Linked DNA regions of Gossypium hirsutum: region 2 is linked to region 1. A link is a contact called in public Hi-C data. All regions are on one chromosome and are shown on one strand. Each heading gives the region's core, a stretch centred on a gene start, on an enhancer-like site or on the middle of the called end of the contact. The rest is flanking DNA. Distances are from core to core; before and after follow the strand shown. Region 1 holds the start of LOC107951850 (protein ROOT HAIR DEFECTIVE 3). Region 2 has its middle 67 kb from the start of LOC107951932.

Evidence for each region. Hi-C and Micro-C count contacts between places; a contact is called where the count stands out from the background.
Region 2: a contact with region 1 is called in a Hi-C map of leaf, with 2.7 times the contacts expected there. The contact joins the enhancer-like site here to the promoter of LOC107951850 in region 1. A contact is called at or near these places in 5 of 34 Hi-C or Micro-C datasets (leaf and petal).

Annotation. Positions count from the first base shown.
Region 1 is chrA02:81,931,833-81,935,874 of Gossypium_hirsutum_v2.1, forward strand. LOC107951850 (protein ROOT HAIR DEFECTIVE 3) reads left to right here and starts at 1,969. Exons shown (of 23, transcript XM_016887013.2): 1 at 1,969-2,099; 2 at 2,716-2,865; 3 at 3,318-3,341; 4 at 3,427-3,529. The coding sequence starts at 2,816.
Region 2 is chrA02:82,472,967-82,477,014 of Gossypium_hirsutum_v2.1, forward strand. No RefSeq gene overlaps it. Among protein-coding and RNA genes, the nearest start is that of LOC107951932, 67 kb to the right of the region's middle. Within about 2 kb of position 1,280, at least 9 of the 9 cell types and tissues checked have an H3K27ac peak or open chromatin away from gene starts, as enhancers often do. A contact at or near this core is called in leaf, where this site is marked.

The sequences.
Region 1 (4,042 bases), core at 719-3,218:
AGGATTGAGGTTGTGACGTCAGGCCTTATGAAGTCGCGACGAGCTCAAGTCAGTGAGTGAGGTCGCAACATGGAATCCATGAAGTCGCAACGAGCACTGAAAGTTTGGACTTTGCAATTTGGTCCCTAAATGACCTTTGATAACCTTGGGAACTTTCGTAAGCTCGTTTTAAGCTCAGATAAGTGTCTAAATCATATTTAATTGTATTTTAAGCTTAACAACTTGAAAAAAAAATTAAATTGATTTGGAGTGATCGTAGTTGCTTCAGCATCGAATATGACATCTCGATACTTTGACCTAGTGATTGAGTCGGGTAATGGATGTTGCAAGTATAATAAAAAAATATAAAAAATAATGATAAAATGTAAATAAAAAATTTTTGTAATTCAAGATTTTCATTATCAAAAAATATACTTCTAATAAATACTTACTTATGAAACAAATTTTATAATTTAATTTCAACACATTTAATTTTTTAATTCATCAAACAATACATAAATTAAATGCGTATTTAGAAGAGGTGCTAAAATTACATAATTCAGATGTGACATTTCTTTAAAATAAATGTTTGTAAAAATAATAATAAAATGTTTGCACAATTAATTTTTCATCTCAAATTTATTTACTAGGGTACATTTGTTTTGTGAAATATTAGATTATGTTGTGTGATAATATTATGGAAATGTAAGATTATGGGTGGAATACGGGATTATATTATTTAGTTAATTTGGTTGGAATATAAAATTTGGATGTTTAGTTGAAGGAATGAAAGATTATATAGAAACACATTTTACTCAATTGATCTTGTTATAAAATTTATTTATTATAACAAGTTTAATTCCTTTAATATCTCAATTTTTATATAATTATTATAAATTATTACAATTCTTATTTTTTATTATAATTTGTGTACAAATAAGTAAATATGTAATTTTAAAATAAATTTTATGAATCAGAAAAGTTATCGCAACAACAACTATAAATATATTAATAACCATAATTAATAATATGTTTTTTTTTTCCTTACAAAATCAATCTCATTTTCACTTTATTTCTACTATTATTAAATAAGACCAACTCAATTAAACAACAAAATTTATTAAAAAAAATATTTATGTCTTTCAATAATTTTATTAATTCTTTAAAAAACTCACAATTGATGAGTGATTAAATTAAAAGATTTAATATTCTTTGGGTACCGAGTTTAAATTTTTTTTAATTGTCTTATATAAGGTTTAACCATACCCATTTTTTCATTTTAAATTTGGTTTCTGGTGGGTTCCATCTGGACCCATGCCGCTATGAAACATTGGGTTATTAGAGTGCGTGCGCAGTGACTGTTAAAGCAGCCGATCACACACTGCCCACTTTTTGCAAAAAAAGGGATGGGCGGCTGATGGGCACTGCTAGAATCGGTGATCGTGCAGCTGACCCCCCAACCAAACACAATTCCCTACCAAAACTTTTCCCTTTTGTCTTGGACAACTAATCAGATGCTTCCATCTTTGCACCTTGTTTGGAGGTGTATGGAGACTTATTTGAGGATGCATGCATTGAGTTCAATTTGTATTGATTTTTTTTTAATCTATTAAGAAATTAAGAAATTTTAAAATTTAATAAAAAAGGAAAAAAATTATTATCGAAGTGGGTCTAATTTTTTCTCTTTTACTTTTCAAATTTTACTACCTATCCCATTGCTAATTGAATTATGTTAAATTTAAATACATTATTACAATTGAGATTTAATTTTTCAAACCATACTTTTGAACATTAAAATTCTGCTACTCAAATTAATAGAAATGAAATAATAACATTAGAATCTAATTTTCAAATTATAAGTAGTTATCAAATTCTTGAAATTAAAAAAGAAAGGACTAAATTTGAGAAATCTAACAGGTTTAGGGACTAAAGATAAAATTAAACTTATTTACTTTGCGGTCTTTGATTACCCAGTCCAGCCCACTTTTAAAGAAAAGAAAAAAGCAGTAAACTCAAGACAAGTTTCAAAGCCTCTCTCTATTTTACTCCTCTTTCTCTGTCTTTCATTGACATCGATCTCCTCAGTTTCTGAGCTATCAATTTCAAACAAGATTCAATGGGTACGTTCTCGCATCGCATCGCATCGTCTCATCTTATTCTTTTCTTTTCCCATTTCTGTTTTGCCTTATTATTTTCTCTCTGTTTATAGCTGTTTTAAGTGATCCGTTTCTTCCTTTGTTTAGTTAAAATTTTTCTGTTTCTTGTTTAATTTCTATGATGTAACTGAACCAGAGCGTTTTAGCATCAGCGCCGCCTTAATAATTTTGTTCTTTTACTATTAGTTAATGAGCGATGCGATCTCTTTTATGTTAAAATTTATATTTAAACTTGGTTTTTAGGTTTTTTAAGAGTTTCTGTAAAGTATTGTAGTCTGAAGTTAATTTTTCTGTTTGGATCGGGTCTATAGATAGATTTTATGTATACTGCATGTTTGGTTGCTGAGGAAACTGAAGAAAACTAAAAAAGAAAAAGAGAAAATCCGATTTTGCTTATCAGCTCCGTAGATATTAAAGTTGCCAAATTTATCTGTCTGAATTACTGAATATACTAACTGTTTTTAGTTGAGATATTCTTAAATTTTCCTTGATCAATTGATATGGATATTTTAATCTTAACGTTGCTGATGGAACCTTCATTCTCTTTACTGAAACATAATACGGACATTTCGCTTCACAGCCACGACTGAGGAATGTCATTCAATTCAACTTATTGATGGAGATGGATTGTTCAATGATGTTGGAACTGACCGCCTTATCAAGGAAATTAAGCTTGCTGAATGTGGGTTGTCATATGCTGTGGTTGCTATCATGGGACCTCAGAGCAGCGGTATGCTTTGTTATCTTAATGACATCTTGCTTTATACTTGTCCTTTTCTTGGTCCTTAGGTGCCTATTCCTAGGTCATACTGAGCTGCTTATTTGTTCTCATTTTCTTTAATGATACTTAATTAGAAATACTTGGGTTGCATGTGAGAGTATGATAAACTTGGAGTTTGGTCACTGCAGCTTTGCACAAAGGCATATTTTTCATATTTCACTTTGATACGAACTTCTTCCATATGGTATTATTGGAAACTTCTGTATTTAGTTTTGTATATATCTTTCTTGCATAATTTTTTTTTTTAAATTCTAACACATGCCATGGAAGATTTTAGTTTTGGTGTTTTATCATGGTAGCTGTGTAAGTTCTGATTGTTCCATTTAAAGTTTTATTTTGTTTTCCATGATCTCAACAGGTAAAAGCACACTGTTAAATCATTTGTTTTGCACCAATTTCAGGGAAATGGATGCATTTAAGGGAAGGTAACTTACGTTTTTCTAATAAGTAGTAACACATTGGATTTGTTTCCATTGGCAGAAAGAACTAATGGAATGTGCTTTTTCTCAGGTCTCAAACCACTAAAGGTATTTGGATGGCAAAATGTGCTGGTATAGAGCCTTGCACTCTAGTAATGGATTTGGAGGGTACTGATGGAAGAGAACGAGGGGAGGTGCTGTTGCTAGCTTGCATTCTATCATTTCCATATGTTGTCCAAAAATTGAAACTACATTATTTTATATATCATCAACTACTTTTGCTTGCTTTGTTTTTTGCCTTCACTTTACCTTGTTAATATAAGATCCTTTTTGCTTGTTTTTGCAAAGCATAGGATTCACGATATCCCTCCTTCCATGCCTCCAAAGGAAAAGGAAAATAAGAATATTTATGGATACACATTTTGATTTATTAATCAAGTAGTTATTTCTCTAAGTGCCTGCTTAGGCTTCCCTTCATTACTTTTCAGTATGCTTATCAACACCTTTTACTTGTGTAAGACTCGCCCATGAATCGAGAAATTAATACTTATTAATGGTGATTAAAGTGGTATGGAGGGAGCCTCACCCATCTAGAAAATGGTTGTAATATTGAAATATTTTTTTATGGTGATTGAAGTTTTCAATTCTGGATTTTATGTTTTTCTTTAATAAAAATTCTACCATAGGTGATATTTATTTAATCGCAT
Region 2 (4,048 bases), core at 30-2,529, 540 kb after region 1:
ATTTCATATCCATCATTTGCCCATATAGATATCATAATTCCATCTTTCTTATCTTTTATTGTTCTTGATGAAACATCGTAAAACAACTAAATACACAGGTGCAAATCAGATCTAATTCTCGTTCGAGCTAATTATATACATCAGTGTTAGATTACCCATCCGGACTAAACCTTTATCGACACAATAAATAGCCTTGGTAGCCTTGGTAGGGCTGTATATAAATGTAAGGTTACCCGTCTAGGTAAACTAGTAAAACGACATCAAGTTACTCATATGAGCTAAACTTGTATCTGATGTATCTTCGAGTTCACCACAAATGCTGGAGCTCGGGATCATAAAAAATCAACCTCTAACTATGTACTAATTCATAAACAATCCAAACTTTCAATAGAACATATATATGCATTTAGACACAACTTAACAACAACTTAAACTTGTTTATATTGTATGAACTTACCTGGAAAAACAGCAATAGTTTAGCCATCAGGGATTATTTAGTAATTTTCTATTTTCCTCGTATATCCACTAGTTATTGTAAATCTCGATCTAAATCATATGACATTTCAATTTAATCTATCGAATAATACTTCATGTTTTACATTTTATTCAATTTAGTCCATAAAACAAAAAATGTTATAACTTTCTAATTTGAGATCTGATTTCGAAATTGATCTCAAATCCATCCTCCTATAGCCCATTAAAACCTATATTTATAAAAATTTCATGAAAATTCAAAATTATTACACTTTAGTCCCTAAGTTCAAAACTAGTAACTTTTATTTTACAAATCAAGTCTTTTTCTTCATATCTAAACTTCAAATCTAACCAAATAACCAAAAAAAAAAACTTCAATAATACATTAATTGTAAATTTTATAAAATTTATTTTTTTTTCAAAATAGTCTCTAGGCTAGCTAAACCAAGCTCTCAGAATCTCAAAAACATAAAAATTATAAGAAACGAGCTTGAAATCACTTACCAATTGAAAGAACAAAACTTGAAAAATGTTAGAACCCTAATTTCATTTTCCTTATCGTGATAAAGATGAAGATGATTAAAAATGGTCTCATCTTTTCCTTTTTAATTCCTTATATACTTTGATTAAGATTATTAAACCTTAAAAAAAATATTGCGAGACATTTGGTTCTTGTTTTCCGGTGTGTGGAGTCCATCTTTATTCTTTTGTTTAGGATAATTGGATGGTTGTTTTGTAGTGTTAGTGGTGGGTGGGTCCTACAAACGGTGTGATCTCATTTTAGGTACAGTGGCGGGCCGCTCGAGGAAGTATGATTGTTGTGTACGTGAATGACTATGAATCGACTAAGTTGCATCTAGGTCCTGGTTGATAGAGTTTCTTGATAAGTTTTGTTGTTCTCTAAGTAATTTTTTTATGTTCTTTTAAAAATTATGTGGTTCTTGTATGGTTCTTTACGTTAACCTTGCGTGGTTCTTTGTCATCTTCTACATGGATGCCATTAATAAATCTTTTGACTTTTTTACAATAAATATTAAATAATTGTACTTTTTCCTAGTGTAATTCTATCTTCTTTGGCTTTATGTTTATATTAGGATTCTTAGCTTTTCTTGTGGCTTTCAGCGTTGTTAGGTCTTGGCCCTGTTTCTGTGCCTTTGTGCCTCTGTTGACTTTTGTCAGGCTATGGAATGAAACATTGTGTTCTCTCTTGTTTCTATGAATGAAAGAGATTGTTGGAGTATTCATCATGTTTCTTGAATCTCGAGTGGTGGTTTTTCAATTTCCTGAGTCAGGTTGTGCTTTTTCATCCTTTCTTGGGGTCTCCTTTGGGTGCCAGTATAGAATAGGATTTTAACAGACTATTAAAAAAATTAAATTCCTTGAAGGAAGAAAGAATAAAGATCTTTTACACAAATTCGGGCTCCAACATTTCCCAGGGTTTCGAGGCTTATGCTATAGGAAAAATATTGTCCATTGAAAAGGTTAATCATGAAGCTATGTATCGAGTATTCAAGTCAATCTGGTACACAAAAGAGGAGGTTAACTTTGTGGTGACAAAAGAAGGAGTTATTTTGGTTAAGTTTTGGAATGTGGAAGATGATACCGTCGGTAACGTTACTGGAAGAACAAGAAATGAAGAAGAAAGAACTAAGAGAGGAAGAGATGAAAGCAGTTGAGATAAGAGAACCAAGAAGGGAGAATAATTCAATTTTTCATAATACCCCTCATGTCTGTGATACGGGGTTAAAAGAGTGCAGCACAAACACACAGATAGTGTCAATACAAACAGGACAAAACTCACCATTTAAAGAAAACAAAACAGACAAACGCAGCGTTTGACGCATGATAATTAGAAATTAAAAATAGTGTGAAATAAACAGAGTTGAAACCATGGCCTTCCATTTTGGTCTGTATCAGTTACTCCCTTCTCGAACAGGATCCGTGTCCTTAAGGATGAAAATTAGGATATCGCTTCTGTAATGCTTGTAGATCCTCTCATGTTGAGTCTTCAAGGTAGGTGTTGAACCATTCAACCAGCACCTTTATTGTCGCACGATTGCCCTTCTTAACCATTCTTCTTTCCAATATTCTTGATGGTTCTTTGTCGAGGGTACCATCAGTCCCTACTACAGGCAGCATAGGCGAATGTGGTGTCTTATCGATGTAACTTTTGAGCTGGGAGACCTGGAACGTAGGGTGAATTCTTAATCCCGGTGGCAAAGTTAGTTTGTAAGCAACTGAACCCACTTTGGCTTCCACAAGGAAGGGTCCAAAGTATTTAGGTGACAATTTGTGATTCTTTAGCTTCCGGAGTGAGTGTTGTCGGTATGGCTGCAACCTAAGGTATACCCAATCTCTAATTTCAAAACTCCTATCTGACCTCTTCTTGTTGGCAAGCTGTATCATTCTCTCTTGAGCTCTCTTCAAATGAAAGTGAAGAAGCCTCCTCATAGCTTCTCTGTTTTGCAAGCTTCGATCTACTGTAGCTACATTAGAAGAACTAGCTGGATACGGTAAGTTTTAGAGTGGGACTTGGCCATAAAAGGCCTCATATGGAGTGGTTTGAATCGCTGAATGGTGTGTGGTGTTGTACCACCATTCAGCTAAGGGTAACCATTGCACCTACTCCTTAGGACATTCACCAGCCATGCATCTTAGATAGCCTTCTAGGCATCGGTTCAGAACCACAGTCTATCCATTCGTTTGGGGATGATATGCTGTCGATAAACACAGTTTAGACCCCAACGTTCTAAAGAGTTCTTGCCAGAAATTGCTCACAAATATTTTGTCCTGATCTGACACGATTGTCTCAGGAATACCATGTAGCTTATAAACATGTGTCAAGTATTCTTGGGCGACAGTGATGGCTATGAAAGGGTGTGAGAGGGTATGAAATGCCCATACTTTGTGAGTCTATTGACTATCACTAATTTGGTGTTCTTGTTGCGGGAAGTAGGTAACCCTTCTATGAAATCCATGCTGATAGCTTGCCATACACGAGAGGAATGGGTAGAGGCTGTAAAAGACCAGGAGAGGCTACCAAATCTGCCTTGCACCGTTGACAAACAGGGCATTTCCTAACCCATTTCCTTATATCCTTAGCTAGAGCCTTCCAATATATCTGTCTGGACATTCTAACCTTGGTAGTGTGTGCTCTTGAGTGACCTCCCAATGAACTACTATGAAAACTTTCGAATAGCTCCCTCCTAAGGCTTTCATCATTCCCTACGACTGCCTTCCCTTTTCTTCTTAATATCTGACAATCCCATGAGTAATTCGGGTGCCTCTGAGGGTTGTCTTGGAGCTCGATGCATAGTTGTTGTAGCTTGGAATCAACTAAGACAGATTTAACTCTTTTTCCCATAATTCTGACCATGAAATGCTTCATATACATTGTAACGATTGTCCCACTGATTCTTGAGATTTTATGGATAGGGCATCAACTACCAAATTTTGTGCACCCCTCCTGTACGTGATGTAGTAGTCATATCCCAGCATTTTGACTACCCATTTTTGCTGGAATGGGGTAATAGCTTGTCTATCTGCTAAAAACTTTAGGCTTTGGTGATCAGTC